2 separate regions of the Mus musculus genome follow, and region 2 is linked to region 1. The links are chromatin contacts, called in public Micro-C maps. All regions are on one chromosome and are shown on one strand. The core of a region is the stretch at or near the end of the contact, and the rest is flanking DNA. Distances in the headings are between cores, read along the strand shown. Region 1 overlaps Plxnc1 (plexin C1). Region 2 has its middle 30 kb from the start of Mrpl42.

What was found. A called contact is a pair of places that touch in the nucleus more often than the background predicts.
Region 2: a contact with region 1 is called in a Micro-C map of muscle stem cells, with 7 times the contacts expected there. The contact joins two enhancer-like sites. A contact is called at or near these places in 2 of 484 Hi-C or Micro-C datasets (muscle stem cells and myocytes) and 1 of 115 datasets of contacts at active chromatin or transcription factors (large pre-B cells).

The regions. Positions count from the first base shown.
Region 1 is chr10:94,822,413-94,828,051 of GRCm38.p6, forward strand. Plxnc1 (plexin C1) reads right to left here. Exons shown (of 31, transcript NM_018797.3): 21 at 4,759-4,905. Among named protein-coding and RNA genes, the nearest start is that of Plxnc1, 120 kb to the right of the region's middle. Within about 2 kb of position 1,924, at least 46 of the 459 cell types and tissues checked have an H3K27ac peak or open chromatin away from gene starts, as enhancers often do. A contact at or near this core is called in muscle stem cells, where this site is marked.
Region 2 is chr10:95,469,535-95,474,618 of GRCm38.p6, forward strand. No RefSeq gene overlaps it. Among named protein-coding and RNA genes, the nearest start is that of Mrpl42, 30 kb to the right of the region's middle. Within about 2 kb of position 2,662, at least 19 of the 459 cell types and tissues checked have an H3K27ac peak or open chromatin away from gene starts, as enhancers often do. A contact at or near this core is called in muscle stem cells, where this site is marked.

The DNA.
Region 1 (5,639 bases), core at 674-3,173:
GTCAAGAATTTCTAATAATCTTAAAGACTTTCGTACAGATATGAGAACGAGTGTAATAATGTGTTTGTCGGAACTCTGTTTCCCAGGGTGCCAAGATGCTATCTCTCCGATGCAGCAGATTGGCAAGCTCATTTCCTGGGTTTAAGAGTTCAAAAAACCATTTCTCGCTTAACTTTGATTACAAGTCAAACTTCTCCTGCTAATTCAGCACGCCTGTTACGAGTTATTGGTTTTTCTCATCTCCTCTTGAAACTGAGGCAAATGTCCCTTCTCCCATGTGGTATACTTTCCTGGAACTGAAATCCTCCAAGATGCAGGCCCTCTGCTCTGCAAACATGTTCCTGACATACAGGAGGGTGGGCCAGGGCCAGGCACTCCCCAGAAACACTATTTAGCAAGCTCTCAGTTTTGCTGTGGAGAAAACAGAGGATCAATAGGTTTTGCTCCCGCTTTTGACTGTCAACTCTGAACTCTTGAATGGTGTATGCATGGGTGTCACACATGTGAGGGTATGGTGTGTATGAAGGTCAGAGGTTAGTGGTCAGTCTTCTCTTCTGTTTTTCTTTCAATCAGGATCTCATGTAATCTAGACTAGCCTGGAACTTGCCACGCAGCTGTAGGTGACTCTGAACTTAAATTACATTTATGTATTAATTTAAGTGTGCATGAGGAGAGCAGAGGCTGATTTTCAGGGACAGGCCCTGTCCTTCTACCATGTGGCTCCCAAGGACTGAACTCAGGTTGGCAGCAAGCACCTTTACCAGCCTAGCTATCCTGCCAGCATGAAGTCTTTCTGGATCAAGTGTCCACCTTATTTTTGGAAATAGTGTCCTTTACTGAACCCGGGGCTAGAGGAAAGTTTCCATCCCTAGCACCGGGATTACAGGTGTGCCACCATGACTAATTTCAACATGGGTACTGGAGATTTGAACTCAGGTCATCGTGCCTGTATAGCAAGCATTTTCCCTTTAGGGCCATCTCCTCACACATTAAAGGAAGTCTAGGGTGTCGTATGAAGATTGACACAATCTCCCCTTAAGCATCAGAGAGTGAATAGAGATTGGCACCATTCGACTTGCCAGATGCCGGTCTGGGGCACCTGGTACTGGAGCCAGGGTGGTTATGAAGGGCTTTGTGAAGGCAACTCAGGCATTATCCTCTCAAGATGGGCTGAAGGACATCTGACTTTCCAGAGCGATTTGGTAGTATAAGGGTTTTAAATACAAGAAACTGGCAGTGCATCTCTATGTTCTAGAAAACACCCTACACCTCAGAGAGAAAACATTCTAACCTAGGAGGTGTGAAACCTAACTCAGAGTTTGTTGTGTGAGGCGCTGTTTCTGAGCATGCATCCCAACGGGCTTTTTCTCCAATGGGGCCCGCCATGGCACCACATTCTTCTATTTCAAGTTGCTCCTGTGACTCTTGTAGAGCTTTCTAATGTCCCTTGTTAGAACAGGGACACACACACACTCTCCAGTATGTTCACAACACCTTAGTCTTCAATGACATAAACCACCTCAGGCAAATGTAGCAAGGCTTTGCAAACCACCAGGAGTGTAGCCTGGGAGGGTGGGGGGAAGGGAAGTGGAGAAAAGGGAGGGGGGAGGAAGGGAAGAAGGGGGAAACTTAGAAACAGGGTGGTTCAGGTTGGGAGAACTTATATGAAAGGAAATGAAAATGCTTAAATTTTTCATATTGACCCTCGGTAACATTTTTTTTTTTTTTGGTCACACAAGCTTAGACTGACTGGATCATGTGCCTTCTCTCTAGCTTCTAGTTTAATCAGCCACCATGAAAGAGAGGTTGGAGCAGGTCCAACAAAAGACAGTTTAAAAAAAAAATCATTCTTAAAGGCAAAGGCCTTAGGAGCTAGGGCCCACCTCTCTGCCAGCCTCCACTCTATCCACCGCAGATGAATCAGAGGAGAACAGTGCAGAGATTTAATTTTCCATTGCATTTCCCCCAGAGGCTATAACAGGGGAAAAAATTCAAGAGTCGACACGAATTTCTTCAACATCAAGTAACATTTTGACGATGAGTTGAGTCCTAACAAATCAGAAACACATGGTCCTAATTGACTGTGAAATAAATAACGCTTCCAAATGAAAGGGAGAGAAAGTCCTCAGACAGAAAGCGCTGGAACGCCGTAACCTCAAAAGTTGTTTCGGGCAGCTGACTTCTCCCTCCCCTTCCCCCCAGCCCACCTCCTTTCTTCTCTTCCTGGTCTGATGCAATGTGTTTCATGAAAAGAAATCTTGCTGGATTCCCCAAACCTACGTTTACTTAGGAACCTTTATCCCTAAGACCCCTGTGAGGGCTGCCTTCTCTTGTTAGACCCAAACACTGGCCTCACCCGAAGCTGGGTGATTTGTATAGGGAAGGGACTGACTGACTTCACAGTTCTAGAAAGCCAGAGGCACGGTGCTGACACTGCTGGGGGCCACGTACTGCTTTGGGCTTGGTGGATGAGCAGCAGGAAAGACCATAAGGAGAGAAAGGAGACAGTAGAGAAGAAACTGAGGATCCCCACGTGACTATGTTCCTCTGTATGTGGGCATGCATGTCTGTGTGTATATGCGTGTGATGGTTTGTATATTTTCGGACCAGGGAGTGGCACTATCTGGAGGTGTGGCCTGGTTGGAATAGGTGTGTCACTGTGGGTGTGGGCTTAAGACTCTCATCCTAGTTGCCTGGAAGTCAGTCTTCCACTAGCAGCCTTTGGATGAAGACATAGAACTCTCAGCTCTGCCTACACCATGCCTGCCTGGATGCTGCCATGATCCTACCTTGATGATAATGGACTGAACCTCTGAACCTGTAAGCCAGCCCCAATTAAATGTTGTTGTTTTTTTTATAAGACTTGCCTTGGTCATGGTGTCTGTTCACAGCAGTAAAACCCTAACTAAGACAATGTGCATGCACAGATGCATGCGTGTGCCTGTGTGCTGGATACTCTTTTAATCTTTATCACATCCCCAAGAGATGGGCCGTCATGATTATCATCTTTATCGTCAGGGAGACTGAGAAGGCATAGCAAGTGAAGAGACTCGAGCAGTGTCACACAGCTAGCCAGTGGGAGAGGCAAGGTTCAAACCTGCCTGGCTCCAGAACCCAGGTTCCTAACCCCCATGCCAACAGTTCTCAAGTAGTGCCTGAGGAGAATATTAACCATGCACATCCTAAGGCTGGAGGGCTCAGTGGTTAAGGGCATGCATTGTTCTCGAAGAGGACCCAAATTCAGTTCCTAGCACTCTTGTTGGGTTACATACAACCATCTTTGGAGTAATATGATACCTCTGTTCTCAAATATATACTTACATTCGTGTGCATACACACACACACACATACAAGTAATTAAAAATAAATAAATCTGGGCTGGAGAAATGGCTCAGTGGTTAAGAGCACTGGCTTCTCTTGTAGAGGACCTAAGTTCAGTTCTCAGCACCCGCATGGCAACTCATACATACAGGCAGATACTTATATACATCAAATAAAAATAAATAAATGTTGTAAAGAGTAAATTGAAAGAAATGCAAACCCTAAGTCATACCCCAGACTTGCATCTAGGGTCACCTAACAATGGGTGTTTAACACTGTCCGGGCCACAGTGCCACCATGCTAAAGCCTGAGAACACTGCCCTACCCCACAGGTGCTGACAGTTATCCACAGGAACCATGCTCTGCTGAGCACACAGCCATGGGGATGCTACACACAGATGAAAGAAACTGGAAACAGCTGATCTCCTGGCTCCTCCTCACCCACAGCCATGACATAACCATAATACGGTCCATAGCACAGTGGTGCCTTCTTCAATTAGGGAGTGAATTCTTCTAGAATGATACCACAGGACTCACCACCCAGAGCAAAGCCACAGGAGCCTGAGCTCTCCAGTGAGCAATTCCTGAATCCCACTGGAATCTACTTCTTCCATGTCCACTAATAAGATGGTAAAGAAGTCTAGAGTCTTCATAGAGCTAAAAGTCAAACCAAAGCTACAGAGCCTTTCCTCAAGTTGACGATGATGGAAAAGCTTCGAAAGCTCCTGAGCCGTATGGAAGACATGTTCCATGTGGGGCTTCTGCCACAAAACTCCTGAAAGGCCCCGAAGTACTGTCTCCTTCTCTGGGGGTGATTGAGGGCGGCTGGCGCCAGAATGGGTTAAAAGGAAGCTCTCAGTATTTGAAACTCTCAGGCAGCCTAGCCCCGTCACCCTGCTGGAGCGATCTACAGCATTCCTCTAAAAATATCTATGAGATCACAGTACATTAAGTGCGTGACAGCAAACATTTGTAACCAATCCATGGAAATAATAAAGGAAGGCGTCGTGTTGCATGGGGAACACAGAGAAGTTTGTCTTGTGTTATCGGTCTAAAATAAGACGGCCTCAATTTGGGTTGAAATATCTCTTCACACATTGTCTTCCCCAAGCAGAGCCATTTGAGAAATTCTGATTGCAATTATAAGTGCCGAATAGGGAGCAGTTTGCATTTCCTTTGACGATGTTCAAAGCTATAAGCAATCCCGATATTAAAACCTTTGGAAATTGACGAGTATCCCAGGCATCGTCACGGCGCTTCCCTCCCCAACCCAAGGAATTAAAATCTATTATGCGAACACGTGTTAATATTTTATCAACTACTGCTTTCAATTATGTGGATGCCCCGGGGCCTCCCACAGTCAGGAGGACCCACCCTCCCCCCATCCCACCTACCCCCACCCTCTGGGTCTGGATGGAGCGCTTTGGGCAAGCTTACCACAGTGTTGAATTCGGGGACCTGCCAGAGTAGCCAGTCTTCGTTCAGGGTGTACAGCGCTTTGCAGGTGATCACGTCCACGGGACCCTTGTTTATTTTCTGGTTCAGGGTCGTCACCAGCAAATAGAATGGCTCTCCAACAGTCTCCTTGGAAAAAGTTGCAAAAGCAACAGTTAGCTCTGAAGCCCACGGTAGTACCACGAGTGACAGGCAGCAGTATTCACTCATAATCAACATGCAAAGCCCGTGGAAACGCGCAGCACATCACCCAGGAAACTCCTTCTTGCACACTATGCACATGCACGAGCCCCACCCCACCCCCAACACTATGGGAGGTATCCAGTAGAGGCCCCCCTTAATTTCATGTTTAAGTTCCTGTCTGGCAGGCTTGTGCTCATCAGTAGGCTGGTGCCTAAGAGCAGTTCACGGAGGTAGAGTTATAACCTTGTTTACGTGCCCGTTTAATTGCAAACCAAAAATAAGCGACATTAAGAAAAAAAAAAGTGCTTCACACTTAGTCTTGGCAACAGGGACTCATGCAAGAATGTTTTAAACATTTGCTGTGGAGGGTGGCCTGTCAGTGTTCAACTGCTTTTAGCGATGGAGGTGGCCTCCACTTCAGCTGTTGTCCTGCCCATGTGCCAGCCCTTGGCCCTTATCATTCAGACACCTCTTGCACGGTTCACAGGTCAGATGGGCAGTATTCCCTTCCCTGAACCTCTAAGGCTGGTCCCAGGGTCCCTGTCTCCAGCCCTCTCCTGTGAACACGTCCCACTGAATTGGGGGAGGGGGTTTTGATGGCCCAGATTTGAAGCCACTATGTTCAAAGGGACATTGGGTAGTTCAGGTATAGGCTGTGTTCTGCTTCCTGCCATCGGCTG
Region 2 (5,084 bases), core at 1,412-3,911, 650 kb after region 1:
TCAGCCTTCATCTTAAAACTGAATCACACACACACACACACACACACACACACACACACACACACACACACACACACAGAGTCGGCAGTGGTGAGGCATGTCTTTAATCCCAGCACTATGGAGACAGAGGCAGGTGGATCTCTTTTAGTTCAAGGACAGCTTGCTTCATAGAGCTAGCTCTAGGACAGCCAGCACTACACAGAGAAACCCTATTGTAGTAACAATTTTGGAATTTTGGTTTCTTTAAAAAAAAAAACAGAAATATTATAAGAAAAAAATTTTTTTAATCCTAGTTATGTGGAAATGGAGATGTGTCAGATTACCCACAACAACTGACTATGAGTTGCCTCGTGTTCTAGCAGGGGCATGATTTTATCAGAGGCAGATAGTTTCTGCAATTGTGTATGTTTGGAATCCTGGGGACTTTTCAGGGGTACATAAATGCTAGAGCCCTGAGAGGCAGGGTGGGTTGTTGGTTTTTTGAATTTTTGGTGTTGGTTGTGGCTTGTTATGTAGTCATGCACAAAGAAGAAAGAAGAAATTAGATATCCCAACAGTGACAAAGATCAAACTTGTCCCAAGGAAGTCTAACGACATTGTCCCATTTCCTCCTGTCCTTTCTTTTCTAGTGTTAGGGGGTTGGAAGTGTGGAGAAGGCTAGAAAAGAGTGGGAGAAAGAAGTCACAAAGTAGCAAGGGACAGCTACATCTTATCTCCAGATTTTAAAAAGAAAAGAAACAAATGAGCTGAAAATATGGAGATTTGGGGATGGATCAGATTACCCACAACTGACTATGATTTGCCTCCTGCTCTAGCAGGGGCATTAGTGACTGGGCATCTCCCTATCAGCCTTGGACTGCCCTGACTCCCACCCTGACAAGGTAATTGAAAGTTCCCCTACCCCTTCTCCCACCTTCCATCCCAAGAATAGCAACGTCTCACAGAAAGATCACACTGCGATGATATCATCCTCCGACCGATAAGGACCCACTCAGGCCACCTTTGCAGAAGCAGAACTGAGGCTAGAGTCCAGTCTGACGAAGACTGGCCCCTGCACTGCTTCTCCATTTAACCCAAAAATTCACGATGGGCTGCGATGCCCACTAGCCATCTTCTCAACATAGCTAAACGCTGGCTAAAATTGTTTTCACCAAGACCCCCAGAATGGAACATTTGCCCTACGTGGTTACTAACATAATGTCTCAGTTACTGCTCGATTGCTCTGAAGAAACATCATGACTTAGGCACCTTATAAAAGGAGACATTTAATCGGGGGCTTGTATCAACATACAAAGATTTATACCAATGACAACCTTAAACCTGTATCAATATACAATAATCCATATCAATGTAAACAAATTAACCTTATTTGAGAAAAGCAATAGCTCTACATTGATGATGAGCTACCCTTTTATTCTGTTATTCCTAGATGATAATTCTATACAGCCTTCTCACTAGCAGGAAATAATCCTTATGTCCATATTCTTCAACCACTGACTACCAGGAACACATGTGGAGCTAAATAAGATGAGTTTATCACTCAACACAATGAAAAAGAACAGTCAGCATGGGCAACCTTGAGGTATCTCAGAAGAATGTGAGGAAATCTGTTACAGCATTTGGGATTAGGCTGGTACAGTGTACAGCATTTAAGGAAGCAGGCATAGCTCTAGACTGAATATAGTCAGAGAGCAGGGGTATTTCATGACTGAGAATCCTAAGAAACCTTGGTTCTCCAAGGAGGGCAAACCAAAGCAAGGGTAAAGCTGTAGCCAGTGATCGTTTTTCCTGAGAGAGGGATGTTAGTCATCTTGTGGTTGGCACAATAATTCTATTCTTAACTATGCTAGGTGAATCGTGAAGTGAACATTGGGTGTCTCATTTCATACAGGCCCCAAGGACATTGCCCAGATGCTGTAAGATCATATACCCAACAGGAAAACACAGGCCTCACTGCCAAAGCTGGGTCATCTGGATGTCAAGAGCTGTGGTGTGTGTGTGTGTGTGTGTGTGTGTGTGTGTGTGTGTGTGTGCGCATGGGGGTATGTGAGTATGTATGTGACTGTGAGTTATGTGATTGTATGAGTGTATAACTGTGCGTGAGTGTATATGATTGTATGTGATTGTATGTATGTGATTGTATAACTTGTGTGAGTATGTATGAGTGTGTAACTGTGTGTGTGAGTGTATGTGATTGTAAATATGTGTATGAGTGTGTAACTTGTGTGAGTGTATGTGATTGTATGGATGTGTGTGAGTATATATGAGTGTGTAAGTGTGTGAGTATATGTGATTGTATGTGTGTGTGTGAGTGTGTAACTGTGTGAGTGTATGTGATTGTATTGTATGTGAGTGGGTGTAACTGAGTGTGAGTGTGTAACTGAGTGTGTGTATGAGTGTATATGTATATGAATGTGTGAGTGTGGGTGTATGTGATTGTGAGTATGTGAGTGTACATGAGTGTGTGAGTGTGTAACTGTGTGTGTGAGTGTATGCCTCACCCCGTCTCATCCGTCATCACTCATGTTCATTCCTGTACGGATTAGTGGTCAAGTCCTGCTCACATGACTATGTCTGTCTCTCTGAAATCCAGCCTCTCCTCCTATCCTTTCTGCTGTTTTCCTAACCCCAACCATTGTCAGCTGTCATCCTCATCACTACGTCACGTAATGGTGTCTCTGACATTCCATCTTGTTCCTATTCCAATCTGTCCTTCCCTATCCACCCTTTAGCAAGAATGAGGTTTCTAAATGCGTCATCCCCTGCTAAAATTCTTCCTTGGTGGGTATCGACAGCTGTGTGCTAACATTACACGGCAAAAATAAAAACCAGTGCGGTTAGCAATGCAAATAAATGTTCTCTCTTCCCAGCGAGGAATCAAGAAGAGCAGAAAGTATATTTGCATTAAAAAATCATCCAAATTTAGAGCCTCTTTTGGTATTCTGACCCCCTCTTAGGGTATTATGACTCAGTGAGAACCTGCTGGATGGCACGACTACTTAAAAAAAACAAAAAACAAAAAAAACTAAAAACCTTAATGTGTTACTGGCACCATTAGCACAATGAAAGCATCCTGAGCAAGAAAACTGCGCTCAGTTCTGGGTAACACATTCTCAGAGAGATGCTATTAAAAGGATGAATGAATGTATAGCTCAAAGGGGGAGGGGCAACCAAAATTGGGGAGGTTTGGAGAACATGCCATACGGATAATGGGGGGGGGGGTGAATAATAATGAGATCTGACAAATGCTTTTGAGTATCTAAAGAGCTGTCGCCTGTGAAATGGAGTCCATTTATTTTGTGATTTTAGGGATAGGATCAAGTGTAAGAATTACAAGCCATAGAAACACTGCTTTCATCCCAAGGAAGTAAACACTTTATAATAAGACCGCCTAGTAATGGAGTGAAGAACAGAGACTTGTATTATAAGAGTTTATATCACTAGAGGGAAAACAGGGTCATGCAGACAGCAGCGCAGACAATAGCTCTCTCCGTGGAATAGATTCTCTCCTTCCACCTCTATGTGGGTTCTGGGAAGCACAGTTGGTTTGCCAGGTTTGAGCTGTAAGTGCCTTAACCCGCTGAGCAATTTCACCGGCCCGGCCCTCTCAATGAGACCCCAATAGCAGAGGAAATAAGATGAAGAACTGATAAACGGCACTAGATTAAAATGCCTCCACGCAGCAAAAGAAAACGATCAATAGAAAAAGCCACAGTCTACAAAATAAGAAAAAAGGAATCGTATTCATCTGATAAGGAGCTAATATCTAGAATATATAAAGAACAGTAAAAGAATGAGTAATCCAACCAACTGGTAGGCAGATGAACAAAAGAGATACTGATCAAATTTTTAAAGGGGGGGCAATAAACACATGAAAAAATGTTTGGCATTCTTAACCATCAAGAAAATGCAAATCAAAAAGTACACTGAAGCATCCCAATGTGTATATTCATGCTCCACCCCCACGGCTCGGTGGGGAAGACGGGCCAGACCAAGGTCCCCCACCTTCATCCCAGCACTTGGGGGTGGAGACCGACAGACACTATGAGAGATCCTGTCTCAAAAACAAACAAATATTCCTACATTGTGATTTCATGTGGTCCAAGTCAGAATGGCTTTCATGAAGAACATAAGCAATAACTGCTGGCAAGCTGGCTGTTCTTGGTTGGTTGGTTGTTTTTGAGACAATGTTTCTCTGTTTCCTGGGGCTTGCTCTATAGACCAGGCTGGCCTTGAACTCAAGAGATCCACCTGCCTCTCCCTCCCAAATGCTGGAACTAAAGGCCTGTGTCAACACTGCCCAGCTCTTTTCTTAAAAGTATTTATAATTAGGGTTGGAGAGATTGCTCAGTAAGAGCACCTGCTGCTCTTCCATAGAACCCAAGTTCAACTCCTGCATGGCTTGCTTTCTGGCACTGCAGCTCCAGGGAATCTGGTGCTCACTTCTGACTTCCATGGGAACTATGTACACACACACACACACACACACACACACACACATACACACACAAACACACACACAAATAAAAATATAGTTGGAATTAAAGATAAAGATGTCTCCTAGAACATATGGAAGCTGTCTTGTATTTGAATATTTTTTCAGCTTTAATGTTACTAAGTGATTAGCTGCAGGCAGGTAAAGTTGAGGAGAGATATAAAATACTCTAATAAGCAGCTTTAAAACTGCAGTTTCTATGTTCAAGAAAACACACAAATAAACTGTCTCAAAATCCTTCAGTCTCAGGAGTTCTGTGGCTACATTTCTATCCTGAGTCCCACAGGGACTCCTTACTTAAAATCCTTCATGCCAAGGCAGTTTGCTTTTACAAAACTATGTGGGGATGGTAAAAAGGCCAGGCAGTGCCAGCACTAGGAGCCATGCAAGACACATAACTTAATAAGGTCATCAATCCCAGTTGTGAAGGTTACAGCTTAGTAGGAGAGACAGACATTCATCAAATGACCACACTAGAAGATGCCTAACCGCCCTGCATGGTGGCACATGCCTTCAAACTCAGCACTCGGGAAACAGAGGCCAGCCTGGCCTACACAGTAAGTTCTAGGCCTGCTAGAGCTATGAGACC